3 separate regions of the Mus musculus genome follow, and all the other regions are linked to region 3. Evidence: chromatin contacts called from public promoter capture Hi-C data. All regions are on one chromosome and are shown on one strand. Each heading gives the region's core, a stretch centred on a gene start, on an enhancer-like site or on the middle of the called end of the contact. The rest is flanking DNA. Distances are from core to core; before and after follow the strand shown. Region 1 holds the start of Tigd3 (tigger transposable element derived 3). Region 2 has its middle 18 kb from the start of Snx32. Region 3 holds the start of Kcnk7 (potassium channel, subfamily K, member 7).

The links. Promoter capture Hi-C pulls out the DNA fragments that hold promoters and counts their contacts. Capture Hi-C pulls out chosen DNA fragments and counts their contacts.
Region 1: a contact with region 3 is called in a promoter capture Hi-C map of adipose tissue. The contact joins the promoter of Tigd3 here to the promoter of Kcnk7 in region 3. A contact is called at or near these places in 21 of 39 promoter capture datasets (the 3T3-L1 cell line, 3T3-L1-derived adipocytes, the C10 cell line and 11 more), 3 of 15 datasets of contacts at CTCF or cohesin (large pre-B cells, pro-B cells and stem cell-derived epiblast-like cells), 45 of 484 Hi-C or Micro-C datasets (3T3-L1-derived adipocytes, the AML12 cell line, the Ba/F3 cell line and 27 more), 9 of 115 datasets of contacts at active chromatin or transcription factors (astrocytes, craniofacial prominence, embryonic forebrain and 6 more) and 4 of 9 other capture datasets (adipose tissue, embryonic stem cells, liver and 1 more).
Region 2: a promoter capture Hi-C map of neural stem cells shows a contact between it and region 3. The contact joins the enhancer-like site here to the promoter of Kcnk7 in region 3. A contact is called at or near these places in 16 of 39 promoter capture datasets (the 3T3-L1 cell line, 3T3-L1-derived adipocytes, the C10 cell line and 9 more), 1 of 15 datasets of contacts at CTCF or cohesin (large pre-B cells), 8 of 484 Hi-C or Micro-C datasets (Th1 cells, bone marrow-derived macrophages, embryonic stem cells and 2 more), 9 of 115 datasets of contacts at active chromatin or transcription factors (the HPC-7 cell line, Th17 cells, bone marrow-derived macrophages and 5 more) and 4 of 9 other capture datasets (adipose tissue, embryonic stem cells, liver and 1 more).

What each region holds. Positions count from the first base shown.
Region 1 is chr19:5,891,816-5,895,992 of GRCm38.p6, forward strand. Tigd3 (tigger transposable element derived 3) reads right to left here and starts at 2,313. Exons shown (of 2, transcript NM_001362045.1): 1 at 2,155-2,313; 2 at 1-1,302. The coding sequence starts at 1,285.
Region 2 is chr19:5,526,701-5,531,062 of GRCm38.p6, forward strand. It overlaps the pseudogene Gm31166. Among named protein-coding and RNA genes, the nearest start is that of Snx32, 18 kb to the left of the region's middle. Within about 2 kb of position 2,836, at least 107 of the 459 cell types and tissues checked have an H3K27ac peak or open chromatin away from gene starts, as enhancers often do. A contact at or near this core is called in Th1 cells, Th17 cells, adipose tissue and 5 more, where this site is marked.
Region 3 is chr19:5,702,897-5,707,130 of GRCm38.p6, forward strand. It overlaps Kcnk7 (potassium channel, subfamily K, member 7), which reads left to right and starts at 1,575. Exons shown (of 3, transcript NM_010609.3): 1 at 1,575-1,898; 2 at 3,171-3,569; 3 at 3,807-4,205. The coding sequence starts at 1,580. The coding sequence ends at 4,120.

The DNA of each region.
Region 1 (4,177 bases), core at 1,063-3,562, 190 kb after region 3:
TGGGCAGGGGCTCAAAGCCATCTTCTTCCCTCCCACTGTCTTCAGTACCCGTCTCCTCTTTGCACACTCTAGGCCCTGGGTCCTCATCCTCCAGGTCCACAAAGTGAGAAAACTCCTCTTGGCTCAGCCCACTAGGGACTGGTGACATCTCAGTGTCTTTGTCCAGGGACAGTGGTGTTTTGCCCGGAGCGAGCCCTTCTTGAACAAAGCTGCTCAAAATGAGCTGGCGAGGTACCTTGGCCCAAGCTGCGGCCACCATGTGCAGAGCATCCAAAACTGTGATGCTAGCCCTGGCCTCCGCCAGGGAGGTGCCCTCTTTCCCACTCTGCATGGCAGCCAGTTTGCTCAGTAGACGGTGACGGTAATGGGCCTTAAAGGCCAAAATCACAGAGCCAGGCAGGGAAGGAGTGGTGCTGGAGGCAGAGAGAGGCAGGAGTCGAACGTGATGGAGTCCAGGAAGGCTGGCCCATTCCTCTACCACTCCAGAAGCCAGTAGCAAGGCTACCTGTCGGCCCTGCTGTCCCATGTCCTGGTCAAACTGTGCCAGCCACTCTGACCAGGGAATGGCTAGGTCAGGGTGATAAGAGGTAGGCAGTGCCTCACTGCTCACCCCAAAGAAGCATCTTGGGGCCGCCTGGAGCCCACCCACAAATACCCTTCGCTTTTCTGTGCCTCTGCTGTTGGCACATAACAGTACTTGCAACCGATCACATTCAAACACTCTGCCAGGCACCGCGCGATACAACAAGGGTACTTCAGCACAGCCAAAAACATCTTCTGGTGAGAAGTCTTTAAGAGAAAGAGGTGGCTGGGCCTGAGATGGGAGAACTGCAGGAGGAGCTTCAGGAGGGAACAGAGGGACAAGGACCTGGCGAGTCCCAAAGCCCACATTGTTTCGACGTTTCCAGCGGACCAGCCAGCCAATGCTAGGCACGAAATCCTGGCCCATGATATCGGCCAGTTCCTTGGCCTTGTGGAGCAACATGGGCCCCGTTACATCCCAGGCCTTGGCTCGGGCAATGTGGTACCAGCACAGTAGAGCCTCATCGATCCCACTGTATTTGGATTCACGCTTCCGCTTCCGCTCGTGGTTGGCTGTGCCACTGCACCAGTCTGCCAACAGCTTCTCCTTATTCTTGCAGATCCGTGAGATCTGGGGCTGTGAGACCTGGAAGCGCCGGGCCACCTCTGACTGGGACATCTTAGACTCATCCAAGAGTTCCAGCACCTGGATCTTCTCAGCCAGGGACAGGGCGTGAAGCTTCTTCTTGGTGTTCAGCTCCATGACTCCCTGGGAAGCTGCTGGGGGAAGAAAAGTAGGAGAGCGTGCCAATGGCTGAGAGCAAGAAGAACAGAAGAGGTCGGGACCCCTGAAGCCAGAGCAATTCTCTGGAATGCAGAAAGCTGGAGGAGACCAGGCCAGCTGAAAGAGACATGAGATGGCCAGGCTGTGGGAGGAGAGGGCTAGACCCAGAAGAGAGCTGGCAGAGTCGAGTGTTTCTGGTCCGAAGTGGAGAGAATTCTGGGCTGGGGTTTGGTATTGATGGGGTGGAAGGATGAATAGAGGCTAAAGCACAGCTGTAAAGACAACCAGGAGACAGCTGCAGGGACAACAAAGGAGCAAAAACAAGGAGAGGCCTGGGGCTGAGGCTGAGCGGGGCAGGTGTAGGGGACATTCAGGGTGCCAGGGAGGAGTCCCCTGAGAGGAGATGAGGAGGAGGAGGACCTAGGTTGAATTTTGATGGCTGAAGGCAGGTGGTAGACTGAACGGACAGAGTCGAGATGAACAGGTGAGATGGTACAGATGACAAAGCCAGATGGATGGTGTCTGAAGGCGCTAGTACAATTCGGCGCTGGCAAGGCGGGGTGGTAAAGCTACCCAACGGTTCAACCAGGAGAGTGAAGATGCCAAGACGACAAAGGGAGACAGGGTGAGGAGGATGAGGGCAAAAGGGAAGAAGTGTCCTCTGCCCAGTGATAGCCTGGAGTGATATCAGAGAGAAGGGAGCACCGGCCAGGAAGCAGGCGGCTCGAGCGCTGGGCTCTGCGCCCTGGTTCGCTGAGTTGACCCCTCGTCAGTCGGCTGGACGGACACAGGCGTCGACCCCAGCCCGCCCGCCCACCCGGCTACAGGGCCTCCCGCTCCGCACCCACCTCCAGGCGCCGTCCCGCGCCTCCAGTCCCTGCCCCAGCCAGGTTCCTGGGCCTCAGCAGAACCAGAGAGTGACGGGCGCCGCGACCCGAGGACAGAGCGCGCCGAGAGGCTGCTCTGGAGCGGGCGCGCGCAGAGCGCGCACAGCCCTCACCCGGGTCTCTCAAGGCTGGGAAAACCTCGTCGCGGCCCCTCCGCAGCCCCGCCCTAACAAACTGATTAGCCATCAGCGGCAACTTGTCCCGCCTCCAGTTACATCTGATTGGATGCTGTGGAAGTGGCGGTTTGTCAGCCCTCCGGAGGAGGAGCTTCCTGAGTGGAGGGGTCTGGCGGGAAGAACCGGCCTTAGTGCCTATCACTTGTCGACCAGCCGGCGTGCCTTGACAGCCACCCAGGTGATTTCGACCCCATCCCTACGTGGTACCTAACTGGGATACCGGCCCTCCAGGATTTGTTTTGGAAACAAGATGAAAGGAGAAAATGAATGAATGTAAGCTTTTAGTCACAAAAGAGTTACCATGGACAGCGCTGGCCTCTGGTCTTGCCAACGGCCTACAAAATACACCGGTGGCAAGAAAGGACATTTTTTTTTTTAACCAGTTTTGGTGGGTCACGGCAAGATCTAAATTCCTGTTAGTCACTTCCCTCCTTTGTAACTAGGTGTAGATAACTTAGCCCTCCCTGCCCCTAAACAGCCAGGACCCCACTTTTTCATAGGTTTTGAGCCTATCCATTTACCACTGGATGCTGTCAGTCTCTCCAAGTGTCGTCTCCTGCGAACCAAATATTTTCTCTTAAATCTATTTTAGTGGTCTCATCTGCACATTTCTTTTTTGGCCCTCAAGACTACTCAGTTGCTAAGGATTAGTGCCTGACTCCCTGTACTCCTGGCCTACATAGCAGAACAGGCAGTGCATAGTCCAGACAACTCTGTGCAGTAGCAGGCCAGGGCTCAGCTTTCTCTGGCAACAGTGACCTCAGGGTGCTCTAGGAAAATCTGAGCACACTTCAGTCGATATATAAGTATTTAGCTAGAGAGGTTTGGGAGGGGTTCCCTTCCTTGTTGAGGCAGGGCTTTGCTGTGTAGCATACTCCCAGTTGGATGTTAAGCTTCCTGCAGATTCTGTCTCTGACTTCCATGTCCCTCTAAGAGTGCTGGAATAAGGGCTGGTGAGATGGCTCAGCGGGTAAGAGCACCCGACTGCTCTTCTGAAGGTCCTGAGTACAAGTCCCAGCAACCACATGGTGGCTCACAACCATCCTTAAGGAGATCTGACTGGTGTGTCTGAAGATAGCTGCAGTGTACTTACATATAATAAATAAATTTAAAAAAAAGAGTGCTGGAATAACACACATCATCCAGCTCCTTATCTGGGATGCAGGGACAAAATTCAGGTGGTCAGGTTCACAGTCAAAGTGCTTGTCTTGGACAGGGGTACGATGCCAATAAATAAATGAATGGGGAAAAAAGAGAGAAGAGAAGAGAAGAGAAGAGAAGAGAAGAGAAGAGAAGAGAAGAGAAGGGAAAAGTGCTTTAACTAGCTGAGCCATCTCCCAGTTGTTTAGAATCTCAAAGTGGGGCTGGTGACATAGTTTAGCAGTTTAAACAGGAGACCAGAGTTCAGGAGCTGAAGAGATGGTGAAGAGCACTGTCTGCTCTTCTAAAGGTCTTGGATTGTATTCCCAGCCCCTCAAAACCACCTTTAACTCCAGCTCCAGGCTATCTTGGATACTTGGTACACAGACTTATATGCAGGCAAAATATTTCTTCAAAACAAAACAAAACCCACAAAGACCAATGTTCAGTGACTCAAAACTGCTTGTAATTTCAGCTCTAGGGGATCTGATACCCTCTCATCCTGCCTCTGCACTAACATGCATATACTCAAATACTTTTTCTTAAAACAGGGTTTTCTGAGGCTGGAGCTATGGCTCAGCAGTTAAGAACACTGACTGCTCTTCCAGAGGTTCTGAGTTCAATTCCCAGCAACCACATGGTGGCCTACAAACATCTGAAATGGAACC
Region 2 (4,362 bases), core at 1,586-4,085, 170 kb before region 3:
GCAGCCAGCCACACATGTCACATAAAAGAAAAACATTTTGCATTTAAATCCTAGCACTTAGGAGGCAGACGCAGGCAAATGCTTGTGAGTTTGAGGCCAGGCTGGTCTACAAGTTAAGCAGAAATAGGACAGCCAAGGCTACATAAAGAGACTATGCCTTAAAACCAAACCAAACCAAAGCAATTAAAAACAAAACAAAACAAAACAAAGAATCAAGCAGCCTAAAGGCAGGTGACAACAGGAAGAAGATTGTTCTTAGGTAGGTTATTATTATTAATTTTATTTATATGAATACACTGTCACTGACTTCAGACACACCAGAAGAGGACGTCAGATCTATTACAGATGGTTGTGAGCCTCCATGTGGTTGCTGGGAATTGAACTCAGGACCTCTGGAAGAGCAGTCAGTGCTCTTAACCGCTGAACCGTCTCTCTAGTCCAGGAAGATCTTTTTGATGAATTGATATAGAGCAGACTGAGAAAGAAGTAGGGGCAGTGGGCACAGAGCTTTTGACAGGATGTGTGTCCAGGCCCACTGGGATTATCTATGGTGTCATCTATTCCCGTGTGCACTTGTGGCTTGCTGGAGGGGATCTCTTCAGTAAACCATGTGTGTAAACCACAAGGCGCATGAGAGTCGTGCTCTGCGTGCCAACTTACTCAGGATTTGTACTGTTTACCGATCAATGATCATAATTATTACGTTACAATCATGTCCTTTCATTTTTCATTATTGAGTTGGGATTCATATAACTATAATTAGATTGTAAAGTTGCAGTCTAGTGGCGTTTACTGCATTTGCTATGTTGTGAAACCAGCACCTCGTGGGTTCAGAATGTGTTTCAGACTCTCGTTCAAAATGAAAGGCCCTCCTGCTTGCGTTTGTTGCTTGTTCTGAGAGTGAACCTAAGGCATCACACATGCTGTCCAGGTGCTCAGCTGCGAAGATGCCTCCCCGCCCCATATTAAAATGTATTACTAGTGTGTATGTTTACACATGTGGACGTGAGCGGACATTATGTGTGCCACAGCCTGTGTGTGTTGTAGTGCTCATGTGGAAGTCAGATGCCGACTTTAGGAGTCAGTTCTTCCTTTCCACTGTGGTTGTCAGGAACCAAAGACTGAATTCAGGCTCTCAGGCTTGTTCAACTAGAGCTGAGCCATCCCCTCAGCCCTTCATGGTGCTGTGTGAGACAGGGTCTCACCATGTAGCTCTGGCCGGCCTAGAACTCACTGTGTAGACCAGGCTGACCTCACAGAGTCCTCCCTGCTTCAGCCTTTCAAGTGCAGGAATTAAGAACATACGTCACCATGCCACCTCTCCTAAAATAGAGTCCCTCTTCCCGAGCTGTCTGACCTTGTTATTTCCATTTCCGGCTGTTGTATACCAGTTCCTATGATTGATTCATCTATGCGTTGATTCAATAGGTATTACCAAGCACCTACATACAAGTACACCACTGAGTACTGTACTATGGTAGGTAGGTGCTAAGGATACAGTAATATGTTTACCCAGGGAACAGAGAGGCTAGTAGGAGTTTTATACACTGAGCATATAATCAACAGCAGATTAATTTATGTCGGACTTGTCGGAAAGGCTGTTCGGAGCCTAGGGATGTAGCTTGGCTGACTGTTTGCCCAGCAAGCGTGAAGCCCTTGGTTTAATTCCCACACTGGTAAACTAAGTGTGGTAAAGCATGCCTGTAATCGCAGTACTTAGGAGGTGGACACAGGAGGACGAGTGGTTTAAAGTCGTAATTGGCCACATAGCAAGGTCAGCCTGGAATACCTGAAATCCTGGGAAAGGAGGAAGGAAAGGAACGAGGAAGGAAGAAGAGAGGGAAAGAAGAAGTATTTACTCGTGAAAGCTGGTCAAATGGCTCAGGAGGTAAAGTTTTTGTTCCTGAAACTCACACAGGGGAAGGAGTCAGCTGATTCCTCCAGAGCTGCATCAGAGAGCCAGTGAGCCCCACACGCCTTCCCCTTCCCACACAATAAATAATGTGATACAATTTATTTTGTACTTCAGATTTTATTTTATGTGCATGGGTATTTTTGCCTCCATGTTTGTCTGTGCACTGTGAGAGTGCCTGGTGCCCATGGAGGCCAGAAGAGGGCATCTGATGTTTGGGAATTGGAGTTACAGATGGTCATGAGCCACCTTGTGGGTTCTGGGAACGAAACCTGGGTTCTCCGCAAGAGCAACAAGTGTTCTTAACTGATGGTTCATCTGTCCAGATTTTTTAAAAAATTAAAAAATTTTAAAGACCACGAATACTTGTGAACTGGCATGGTGGTGCAGGCTTGTGACCCCAGCTACCTAGGAGACTGATGTAGGATGAGGTCCAGATCTTCCTGTCTCGAAGAGAAGAAGGAAGTTGGGGGTTTAGCTCAGCCAGACTGCTCACCTAACATTTGCTAGCCCTGAGCCCAAACCTCAGTATGGAAGAGGTGGAGGTGGAGGTCAGATAGTGAACAAGACAGCGGAAATTCTTATAGGGTCAAAGATCTTCCAAGGAACTGAGCAGGACCACATGAGGGTGGAAGCAGAAAGTCACCAGTAAAAGAGCATTTCATTTGCTACTCGAGAACAGCTCAGACAGTAGTGTGACCACCGTGACCATTTTATAGATGCTTCCCACCTCCCCCACTCCCTGCCCCCAGCAGATTTCTGCCTAACACACCTTATTTTCTGAGGCCTGATTGAGGTGGAAAGGGTTCTTGTCCAGCAGAGGGCAGGATGAGAAGGAAAACGGCAGGCGCTCAGGGTCAGCCCAGCATCAGTCTAGCCGCAGGTGTAGTCGCAATCGACCAGCAGAGGGCGCCGCGGAACCGTCTTGGCTCTACCAAATGTGCCCTGGTCCCTACCCCACCACACCCACTGGGACTCCAGTACTCCTGACCCAGCAAGCTTTCAGCGCCCTGGGGCTTTTCCTTGCACGCTAGTGCCCTCTTTTGTTTTCCTAGCCGCTTGTTCCTTAATCAAACTGTGGAATAACAAACCAGGGCAAGTCACTGAAGTTAACTTCAAACAGCGAGCCAGTGACCACAGACACATGGACCTGTCTCATCCAGTTCTCGTGCCGGGTCCCCAGGCAAGCAGCCATACAGAGTGCCAGCTGGTTGTTGCCTCTGTGCCACGGCTGCACGTCCCTCATGTAGGCACAATCTTGGGTTTCTTCAGGCAGGGTGACCTGGCAGGTCTGCCCCACCCACAGCTGGTTTCGCTTTCCTAATGTTAGAAGTGCCTCTAACTGAGGGAGGGTGGCGGAACAGGTTTCAGCATTTTCCCTATTTTTTTTTTTTTAATATGCTTATTTGCTTAAGATTTCTTTCTGGTGAGTTCTCCCCCTTCTCAAGAGATGCCCAGAGCGCCCTCTTTGGCATTTGTCCAAAGTCCAGGTTCTAATAGCTTTCAGCTAGTTTAATTTTAACCATAAAGCCGTCTTTTGGAATAATTACTTTTTAATCCGGAAAGAGCCAGTTTGATACAAGACTGTAAGACGTTCCTCCTGCTCAGAGCTAGCAGATGTAGAGGAATATTCATTTCCTGCAAGTGCGTCTCCTAAGTGAGGGAGCTGATGGGTGTGAGAATGGAAAGTGGAGAGAAATTGATTGGGTTTAACTGTTTCAATGTCTGCTTTAATGAACTTGGTGTCTAAGGAGAATAAGCTGGAACGAGAGCGGGGAGAGACAATATAAAGACCTTTGTGCTGATCTGCAGGTGGCAAAGTGGCCTATTCTCAGAGTTGTCCTGTGCACAAGCAGATACGCTCTGATTTCTGGGACAGTCTCTGCTTCTCAGACAGAAGACACAATGGCCTTTGTTAGATCATCTATTGGTTGTCAATTCTAAAACCGTAGGCATCTAAGAGACCTGTCAGCAGCCACCGGCCTTTTCTCCTTCGGACTGGCCCAGCAAGGGCGGGCCATCAGCGACGAGAGTCCCCAGAGTGCTCCACGCTAGCTGGATCCCATTTCTTTCCTTATGGCCCCAGTCCTTTGTAATAATTACTTGTGTTTATGAAACCTTAAAGGATTTTTGATGTATCAGGGTAGAAATCCGTCTTCCTTTTTGTTGTTGAGGTAGCAAGCTTTTTATTTGGCAATAAAAGACAAATCAAAGGTGAGAATGAGAGGAGAGGGAGCTGTGTGTGGTGGGGACCGTCTGGAGAGAGTCCTGCTGAGGCAAGCGGGCTTGGGAGAACACTGTTACAGAAATCAACTTTACTGTCGCCCATGCTGGGCTTGCTCGTGTCCAGGGCTCTCGTGGCAGCACTGGGTGAGAGGGAGAGGATAAAGGAAGCCTTAGCACATGTTACCAATGGCAAGTCTTGAGCCAAAATCAAGGCTCTCCTAATC
Region 3 (4,234 bases), core at 325-2,824:
TGTTTTGTCTTCATGCCCCTAGAACTCTGGGCAGATAAGTAGCTGAGGCAGAGCTAGGAGGCCTTGTGCCTCCTCTCCTAGGACCAAGCCCAGCAACTGGGTAGTCGCTAAGGCCCAGCCCAGCCAGCCTCTCACCATTGCCAGGCTTTTCCTTGAGCCATCTCTACCATTCAAGTGATGCTTTGCCCGGAGGTTCCTTGTTGCCGGTGGTCCCTGTCTGCCTGCTAGGCCCAGCTGCGATGTCATCTCTAGGAACCTTTCCCAGGATGTGTCGTCTTCACCCCAGGGAGATACTCACCTCTGGGAAAAATCTCAAGGGTTTGCCCTGGGTTTGCCTCTCATATTCTGGATATGGGGAAGCCCACCCACCTGGAAGCATGGTGACCCTCCCTGGTGGCCTGGACCTGGCCTTGAGGTTCCCACCCAGTCAATGCCTTAGGGCAGTCCTTCCATGGTTTATGAATGAAGCTCCCCCAATTTACACAAAGTAGCCATTCCAGGTCTGCAGTCCAGCCAGGCAGAGGCAGGAGATCTGCAGCAAGAGCCAGAACAAAGAGTCAGGAACACCAAGCGCCCTTACCTCATGCTCTCTCCAACTGTGTCTATTCTGAGTCCCACAGAGCCTCTCCCACCCTCTGCTTAGGCGATCACTGTCCCACCCAGAATGCTTCAGCATCCTCACAAGATCTTTGGTCTACTTGCCAACAACAACCTGTCTCCTCAGCCCCTTCTTCATGGTTGGTCTCTGACTCCTATATGACTTTTTCCCTGATGTTATCTTTAAACTTTTATTTTATTTTAGACAATCTTACTCTATTGCCCTGACTTCGAACCTGCTTTGTAGATCAGGTTAGCCTTGAACTCACAGAAATCTTGAAGGCATTCGCCATCACACTTGGCCCTATATTTTTATATAGATTGCTGTTTTGCCTGCATGGGTCTTTACCACAAGTGTACCTGGTATACCTGTGCCAGGGGAAGGCTCTCAGGTAACCTGGAACTAGAGTCACTGGCAGTCGTGAGCCACCATGTAGGTGCCAGGAATCGAACCAAGGTCCTCTGGAAGAACAGCAAGTGTTCCTCACAGCAGACCATCTTTCCAGCACCATAACTAGCTTGTTCTCTGGTTGGAATATTACTTCCTTCAAAGAGTTTTCCTGGGAAGTTTGCCCTCCCCGCAGGCTGCTCCCTGGTAGTTTGTCAGCAGATTTCTTATGGGAGCAGCAGGAGAGGACAAACCTGTGTCTGTCATCTTCCCTGGTGTCTGAATGAGTGATGCATATGTGACCAAGGAGGCGTGACTTTGCGTACGTTCGTGTGAGGATCTCTCCAGGCTTTTCTCACCCAGTCAGTCTTCTCACCACAGTGTCTTCCTCCGCCCACCCCCAGTGCCCGGCTGCCATGTCTTGCCCCAGAAACTGGGCGTGCTGTGGCTCACCTCCCTCATTCACGTTCATTCTAGTCATCTCAGCCGCCTACCCACGCAGCACCTCCTCCCCGCCACGCCCTTCGCAGCCCCTCCCTGGTGCCACTGGTGGCTTAGCCTACTCCCTCACCTTCCCAGACTCAGTGCCATGCTATGGGGAGTCTGAAACCATGGGCCCGATACCTGCTCCTGCTTATGGCCCACCTGCTGGCCATGGGCCTTGGGGCTGTGGTGCTTCAGGCCCTGGAGGGCCCTCCAGCTCGCCACCTCCAGGCCCAGGTCCAGGCTGAACTGGCTAGCTTCCAGGCAGAGCACAGGGCCTGCTTGCCACCTGAGGCCCTGGAGGAGCTGCTAGGTGCGGTCCTGAGAGCACAGGCCCATGGAGTTTCCAGCCTGGGCAACAGCTCAGAGACAAGCAACTGGGATCTGCCCTCAGCTCTGCTGTTCACTGCCAGCATCCTCACCACCACCGGTAGGCACTACCACCACTACCACCAAGCAAACCAGGAGGAGGACCCAAGAGCTCTAGGGTGCAAGCCCTTCCCCCACCCCAAAGCTCCAGACAAAGCCACGGCTCTATCAGACCTGACATCACAAGTGGGGCTCCCCACACAACACACCCCAACTGGTGCCTCCACTTAAGCTGCCAGGAGGGGTGTGGCCTCCCCAGCCCCGCCCCTCAGCACTCTGCATCCAGCAGAGAAACCCGGGTCACATAGGCCTGAAGCCAGACAGAGAATACATCTGGGTGGGATAGACTCTTGGCTAGAGAGATGCTGTAGGAAGCACAGCTTAGAGCCGCCCTCGAGGAAGTCTGAGGGGAGGAAGTGGTGATGATGTGCTCAGAGCCCAGTGAACAGGGTGCAGAAGTAGGTCGGGTTAGCGAAATTCCTGGCTAAGAGAACAGATGTGCTTAGGCACAGAACTAGTCCTAGGGGGTTGGTTTTGTTTCATTGTCCTGCTAATAGTCTAAATACTTTTCAAAGTGAAATATGTATCTCTAACTTCCTTTCCAATTGGCTGGAGCAGGATGGAGCCTGCCTCTAGACCACATGGCCGCTGGCCCACCCAGTCTTCACTACACTCTTACCTCACAGCTGACTCCTAGGAGCTTTGGCCTTTGTAACCCATGGACCCTGCTGATCTTGTTCTCCCAGCATGCCCCAGTCTCCTACCTCTCCCTTTCTTGCTCCCTGCTTCTCTGGCTCTAAATGCTGTCTCTCGTGCATGCTGCCTCTTTTCAGAACGTCTTGTTCCCTTGCCTGCTTCCCTCCCATAACCCAGAGCCCGGGCAGATACACATTTGGGGAAAGAAGGCGGATGGCATGCCACAGGTTGAAGATTTGGAAATAATGGTAAAAATAAGAACTGACAAACCCAGGAAGTCAGGATCTGGCTGGGGAGACATTAGTTGTGGAGCGCTTGCCTAGAAGGCATGGGGCTCCCTGGTCTCCATCTGAAGTACAGATAAAGAGGAAGGGTCTCTCAAAGCCAGAATCAGCTTTAAATTGTTCCAGCTACAGACAGCCTAGGGCATCTGTCTTCAGAATTAATTTTCCAGAAAAGACAACAGTAACCCAGTGAGGTTAAGAAGCCAGTCCACCATCCAGTGAAAAGAGGACCCCAGCCTGAAGCATTCATGTCATCACCAAAAGGCAGACTTCTGTGGGAGGTGATGGAGAAAAAGTGACCGCCAGGGGCAGCCCACTCAAAAGCTTGCTGCCCTCTTCTCTCTCTTTTCCAGGTTATGGCCACATGGCCCCACTCTCCTCAGGTGGAAAGGCCTTCTGTGTGGTCTATGCAGCCCTTGGGCTGCCAGCCTCTCTAGCACTTGTGGCTGCCCTGCGCCACTGCTTGCTGCCTGTGTTCAGTCGCCCAGGTGACTGGGTAGCCATTCGCTGGCAGCTGGCACCAGCTCAGGCTGCTCTGCTACAGGCAGCAGGACTGGGCCTCCTGGTGGCCTGTGTCTTCATGCTGCTGCCAGCACTGGTGCTGTGGGGTGTACAGGGTGACTGCAGCCTGCTAGAAGCCATCTACTTCTGTTTCGGCTCACTCAGCACGATCGGCCTAGGAGACTTGCTGCCTGCCCATGGACGTGGCCTGCACCCAGCCATTTACCACCTTGGGCAGTTTGCACTTCTTGGTGAGTCCAGAAAAGAGGAGGGTAGAGAGGGTCTGGACTACAACTCCCATAGACCACTAGGGACTACAATTCACAGAGATCCTACCCTAGGGCACAAAATGGGTGTTGTAGTTTAAAGAACACTGGGAGCCATGTTGAGAGTTTCAAGTAGTGCCAGGGTGGATGGTCACACTGGGAAGTGGGGGGGGGGGTATTCTGAGCACCCTAAGAGCTGCCCCTACTGCCTCTTCTCCCCAGGTTACTTGCTCCTGGGGCTCCTGGCCATGTTGTTAGCAGTAGAGACCTTCTCAGAGCTGCCTCAGGTCCGTGCCATGGTGAAATTCTTTGGGCCCAGTGGCTCTAGAACCGATGAAGATCAAGATGGCATCCTAGGCCAAGATGAGCTGGCTCTGAGCACTGTGCTGCCTGACGCCCCAGTCTTGGGACCAACCACCCCAGCCTCAGTATCAGAACATCAGAACAGACCCCAGCCTGCTGACCCCAGTCAGGCGACAGGAAGTCAGCTCGATCGTGTTGGGGGACCTGAGCGGGAGGCACCAAGGAGTGCTTGAAGAACATAGCAGGAAGGGGTTATGGGAATGAATATGTCATGGGATAATGTTAATTTTAAAAATTAAATGGGCTGCTTAGCATGCACCAAGCGACTCTGGGCTAAATCTTCTAGC